Regions from separate parts of the Cyprinus carpio genome. Here region 1 is linked to region 2. Evidence: chromatin contacts called from public Hi-C data. All regions are on one chromosome and are shown on one strand. Each heading gives the region's core, a stretch centred on a gene start, on an enhancer-like site or on the middle of the called end of the contact. The rest is flanking DNA. Distances are from core to core; before and after follow the strand shown. Region 1 has its middle 15 kb from the start of LOC109111989. Region 2 holds the start of LOC109111997 (endothelin-1-like).

Region 1 (3,183 bases), core at 546-3,045, 72 kb before region 2:
AAAGCAAGCGTCCGCAGACCTCCAGAGCTCTGACCCTCCCGATCCCAGAAATGCTCTGGGGATTTATGATGGTCAGTGAATCACACTATTTTTAGCAGGGCCTAGAAAATGGACTTGGTCTTCAGCTCCATTGTTTTATAGCGTGCTCTTTGCAGCCAAACGCAAACAATGGCGTATCCTCGCCCCTCGGCAGGCGCCGAACAAGGTGTCTGTCCTTTGTTCCACTCCTCGGGGGAGTGAATGGTGGAGGGCTTTGTCGGGACAACAGCGGGTGGTCGCGTGCGATGACAGGCCAGCTGTCACCTGCTGTCCCGGCGCCAGCCACCGACCCCTAAGAGGAGAGCCGCGGACACGTGTCACTGACTAAAAAAAAAATCACTCCCTTTGTCTTTTACCTGCATATTTGTTCTTTGTTCCAGAAAATCCAAGGACATTAAGAATTTTATTAGACTCAGATATGTCAGTTGCATAATCAGTCTCTTTTCAAAAAAGATGCTGTTTTTTATTTATGGATGTGACTACACAAAGTTCAAACATTAATCACAAAGTGTGGCTCAGTGTTATTTTAATACTACTGATATTATTACAGTTTTTATTTAATTTTTTAAATGTTCCATTTTTATTTTTATTTTAGTTAAAGTTTTACTCATTTTGTGTTTCTGACACTTTTTTTATTTGTCTATGTAATTTTTATTAATTTAATTTTTTAACTAATATTTTTATTTATTTATTTTTAATGTGCTCCCTTTTTATTTATTTATTTTTTTAAAATGTGTTTTTGTTTTCATTTTAGTTTAAGTTTTGGTCATTTTGTGTTTTGACATCTTTTTATGCAATCTCTATGCAATTTTAATTAATTTTTCTTTAGGTTTAGGTATTTTTAATGTATCGTTAATGTTAATGAAAATGAAAATGGCAGCTAACTAAAATAAAGTTTTTCTATATTTCTCATTTTATTTCTGTTAATATTTATTTTAATTCAATTAAGGTTTTTTTTTTATTTATTTTTTTATTTAACTGTAATAAACCTGTCTTAATTGTCCAACAATAACCACAAGGTGGCGTCTGTGGCTCTCACTTTCTATGCAGGCACACGTGTTTACTGCCAAGCATTAGGTGATCTGAAGGAAGACATCATTACCAGACTCCTTTTGTTTGGATCCCTCACAGTTATTGAGACTGTGTTGTTTAATAAAAAAGGAAAATGTTGGATAACCATTTAGACACAAATAGGGTATAGGCCTACTAGTAGGGCAACCCTTACCAAAAAGTAGTATACTTCAAGTTTATTTTATTAAGTATACTTAAGTAAAGTTCAAGTATATTTAGACTTTTTGTAAGTATAAGTCAAGTATACTTAAATGTCATTTTAGTATATTTCTGAGAAGTACATAAAGCCCATTTATGAGAAGTACATAAAAACTAAACTAAAAGCATACTTTCCTATTTTTTGTTTAAAAGAAGTATACTAATAGCACACTTGAATAAACTTCTTTTTCGTAAGGTAAGCCAAATTTTGATTGACTGATTGCAATGACTTCTGGGATACTTGTAAATTTGGCCAGAACTAGATGTCTTACAAGGTAGCATAAAATTGCTGACTGCCCTATGAAATTTATTATTTGACAAAACTGCATAAAATTACTTGGGATATGTTTCCATTCTGGATTTGTGTAGCTAATACAGTAGATCACGGTGTAGAAATGCCAAGGTCATAGGTTTGGTTCCCAGGGAATGCATGAACTGATAAGCTGAAGTGTGCCTTCAGTGCAGTGTTGTTACTTTGGATAAAAGCTTTTGCTAAATGCATAAATGTTTGATGCAAGCCAGCCTTGAAACTGCTTGCATGCTTACCAGTGTGCCATGTCTCCAGCTCATGCATTTAATCAGATACTGTCAAATGGAAAATCCTAATGTATTTTAACTTTAAGAAAATATTACAGTGTGATATTGCTGGCTACCAAACATGCTTTGCAGCTGGGGTCAAGCAGATGTTTTTTATTTTTATATTTTCCATGTTTATTTTTATTTTTAGCTAAAGTTTACTAATGTGTTTTATTTTAATTTTTTTAAATAGTCCTTTTTTAATTAATTTAGTTTTAAGTTTTAAGTGTTTTGTATTGTGTTTTGTCATTTTTTCTTATTTACTTATTTAAATATTTACATTGTTTTTTAAAAAATATATATTTCAGTTTTTATTTTAGTTATTTTAACAATATTTAAACTGAACAATAATGAGATTTTTTTTTTCTTGGCAGCTCGCTGAAATAAGATAAGTTTCAGTTTTCTGCTAGACTTTTTAAATTTCTGATGGTGTTATATTTTTATATTCTGACATCAATACTAAAACCCTTCTATGTGTGTGTGTATATTCTGTCTTAAAAGACTGGTTGTGATCTCCACATCCTCATCAGTTCTTAAAACAGCAATCAGCCCTGAATTTTCCCAGATTTTCTCCATCAGTTATGCAAACTTTCTAGTTCTCTGTGAGCATGTGAAATGCCAAGTGTGTGTCAGCCTCAACAGTGGTGTGCAAGGTGCAGGTCCCCAATCCTTCACAATGGCTTCAACTCTATCAGACCTCCCCAGACATCAGCTCGTGGATCTCACCTTCCGGTCTGACCTGGGCCTGACATTTTGAAGAGGCATTCAGGCAGTGCTAATGAGCCGTCAGCAATGTTTCTCTGCAGATTTGGCGTCTCCCTGCCACCCTTCGCTCGGTGCTGTTTTTATCCAAGACATTCCGAGCAGTTCCACTGACCTTTTCCACGCCAAGCCCTTGGAAAGCCATGATTAGCAGTGTTTTCTTAAAGACAAATGGTCAGGATAACTGAGATTACATAAGGCAAGTGGCTCAGCCAAAATCAAACTAACTTGCTCTAGATTTTCTTAAACTAACTGTACACTGGACAAAATTTGGTGTAGGATTTCCAATTGTCACCCAGAAATTGCAAATAAATTTCACAAATAATTACAAAGAAATGTCAAGAACACATTGATTTGAGCATTAAATTTTCAAGTAGAAAATGTAAAAGTAGATTTTCCTGTAAAATGTATTCCAATAATCTTTGTTTTAATTACAACTTCGGCAAAAAAAAAAATATATCTATCTATCTATCTATCTATCTATCTATCTATCTATATATATATATATATATAAAAAAAAAAAAAAAAAAAGTCTTT
Region 2 (3,075 bases), core at 559-3,058:
GAGGCAAAAAAAAAAAAAAGTTTCATCATTAGGACCTGTATATACAGGTGAGGCTTATCCTTGTCTATGAGTATGATGTCAGAATATTTGAAAAATATCAATGCAGTCATGCCACCCTTGCCTGAGGAGAGCAACACTGAAAAACAAAACTGCATATTTCCGTAATTGTCCTTAATGCAGCATCGATATTCAGCTGATCTTAATAGATTGCTTTTATTGTTGTCCTAATTCTCTGTCTTCGAATCAGCAAGCATGAACAGGCTACACATATGGAATCTTTGCGCTGTAATATTTAATACATTTTTGAAGCGGGTGGAGGGTAGCAAATTGTGAGCATAAACTGGCCTGAGTTTCCATTAACTGGGTTTTCCATTGGGCAGGGACAGAGCTAGAGGCTAAACTGCTGCTAGTATTGCTTAATATACTTAATCTGCAATGATTTATACACACCAAAATGATTTGAAATTACTCTTTGAATCTAAATCAATTACAATTACAAACTAATCGATTAACAAATTAAGTTGTGCTAAAAAGCCTATTCTGTTTAACAGCAAGTTAATCTGTGACAATTTACCCCATATTGAGTGCTCCAGTTAACTTCAATTAACTTTACTGGGCAATATGGATGAATATGTTCAATTGTTTTTTTTATAGCCAAAACTTTAAAGTAAAAAAAAAAAAAAAAAAAAAAAAAAAAAAATTGACATTTTGATTTAACTACACTTTGAAACGTATCTATCCCCAGTCTACACTATATAAATATATAATCAGTGTTGTTGGGTAGGTTACCTTGGATATGTAATAGGTTACAGATTAAAAATTACCTTATTTAAAATTTAATTAGTAGTGTAACTATTTCAATTACTTTACTAAAGTAATGTAACTGATTACATTTGATAAATCAGTTCAAAGGCTACATTTCTAACAAATGTTTTCAACTGATAATCATTTTTAAAACCTTTGAACCAGGCAGGGTTAAGTTTACAGTAGCACACAACACTGATTACTGTGAGCTTTTTCAGAATCCTTTATCATTTGAATTAAGATTACAATAATTTATTTTTTTTAAAAACTGCCACCACAAACTCACTTTGATCTACTCTGAGATCATTCAGAGGTTAAATACAGATTTAAAACGATAAGGAATAGTTTAATAGCTTTGTTACTGTTTCTGAAGTCAAATCTTTGCATAGCTATGACATTCAGATGTAACACCCTTTGTGATCATTAACATTTTCATAAGTAACTATAGTAGTCAACATTTGAAGTGGATCAGAAAAGTTAATCAAAGTTGTCCTAAGACAAAAACGCGTTTTAGGTTTTAGGACAAATTTGATGAAAGGTTTTGATCCACTTCAAATGTTGATTAGTGTAATGTAATTATAAGGGAAGTCGTGGCCTAATGGTTAGAGAGTCGGACTCCCAATCGAAGGGTTGTGAGTTCGAGTCTCGGGCCGGCAGGAATTGTGGGTGGGGGGAGTGAATGTACAGCGCTCTCTCCACCCTCAATACCATGACTTAGGTGCCCTTGAGCAAGGCACTGAACCCCCAACTGCTCCCCGGGCGCCGCAGCATAAAATGGCTGCCCACTGCTCCGGGTGTGTGTTCACAGTGTGTGTGTGTGTTCACTGCTCTGTGTGTGTGCACTTCGGATGGGTTAAATGCAGAGCACAAATTCTGAGTATGGGTCACCATACTTGGCTGAATGTCACGTCACTTTTTTTAATTACACATTTTTTCTCGGTAAATGTAACTGATTACAGTTACATTTATTTTGAAATTAAATTACGTAACTCCGTTACATGCAACTAGTTACTCCCCAACACTGTATATAATAGACAGAAATACAAATAACACTACATTTATTACTCACAGTATTCCTGAAGAGAAACCTCGTTTGGAGTCTCAGGTCTGAGCGGTCTGTATTCGCGCGCCCTCTACTGCTCCGTATGAAAACTGTACTCAGTTAAAACAGCTTACCATTAAAAAACTTGGCACCAGTCGGCCGCCCGGCGTCTCCATCCCGCTGGAATCTCAGGAATACAAAGTTCTTATCTCGCTCCACACGTTGCTTGTCGGTGACTATTAACAAACAGCATTGTGTTCGCGCGAGCGAGCGGGCGGGAGGCGGAGAAGGCGCGTATATAAGCGCTCCTGTACAGGAGTGTGCTCTGGATTACAGAAAGATGCATGAGTGCACTGAGAAGACTGCAGTTTAATAGAGCAAAACAGAACCTTTTGAGCAGTTTGCGAATTTATTGGATTATCACAATTTGCGCCGAATCAGGGATTTGCATAAGATTAAATAAAATGGATTTGAGGATTATTTTCCCAGTGTTGTCCATGCTGTCATCTGGATTTTTTGACTTGGGTATGTACTTAATTTACATCCAATATTTGTGTTAAAGATTATTTGAGTGCTTTTAAAATAGTTTTCTTAATTACTGTTAAAAGTTTTTAAAGTTTACATTAAGTATTAAACAATCTGTAACGTGTCAAAATACAGACCTAAAAGTGCAGGTGTGATTAAGTATAAGAGTAGTGCATTAAGACCTTGCTTAAACAACCTATAAACACATGCAAGATAAAGTTTTAATATTCTCGTAGACTATATGACGAGCATCACTGTAATTTTTAATTGAGCGTGACAAATTATAGCTTTTCCAGTCCATCAAACACAGTGTAAAAATCACAGTGCGTGCTTGTAGGTAGAATTCTTTATGTTGCAAAACCTTATGAATTCAACATAATTTTGTAATTTTAGCTGCTCCAGCATCTTTGGGTCATGGCACAGCACAAGGCACGCCGATCTCTGTGCGACACTCCAGGACTAAGAGGTGTTCCTGCGCAAGTTTTATGGATAAAGAGTGTGTCTACTTTTGCCACCTGGACATAATATGGGTCAACACACCAGAGTAAGTCATTATAGTTCATGACTTAAAAAGAAAATAAATAAATCTTTAAATCATTTTTGAAGGATGGCATGACTAACATTGTCTTCTAATTATTTTTTCTTTCCCTCAGGCGAACAGTGTCATATGGACTTGGAAACGCTCCACGTAAGAAGCGCTCAAT

The links. Hi-C and Micro-C count contacts between places; a contact is called where the count stands out from the background.
Region 1: a contact with region 2 is called in a Hi-C map of liver, with 10 times the contacts expected there. The contact joins the enhancer-like site here to the promoter of LOC109111997 in region 2. A contact is called at or near these places in 8 of 8 Hi-C or Micro-C datasets (liver, red blood cells and skeletal muscle).

Annotation. Positions count from the first base shown.
Region 1 is chrB19:22,741,388-22,744,570 of ASM1834038v1, reverse strand. No RefSeq gene overlaps it. Among protein-coding and RNA genes, the nearest start is that of LOC109111989, 15 kb to the right of the region's middle. Within about 2 kb of position 1,795, at least 1 of the 8 cell types and tissues checked has an H3K27ac peak or open chromatin away from gene starts, as enhancers often do.
Region 2 is chrB19:22,669,396-22,672,470 of ASM1834038v1, reverse strand. LOC109111997 (endothelin-1-like) reads left to right here and starts at 1,808. Exons shown (of 5, transcript XM_042745584.1): 1 at 1,808-2,371; 2 at 2,765-2,915; 3 at 3,025-3,075. The coding sequence starts at 2,191.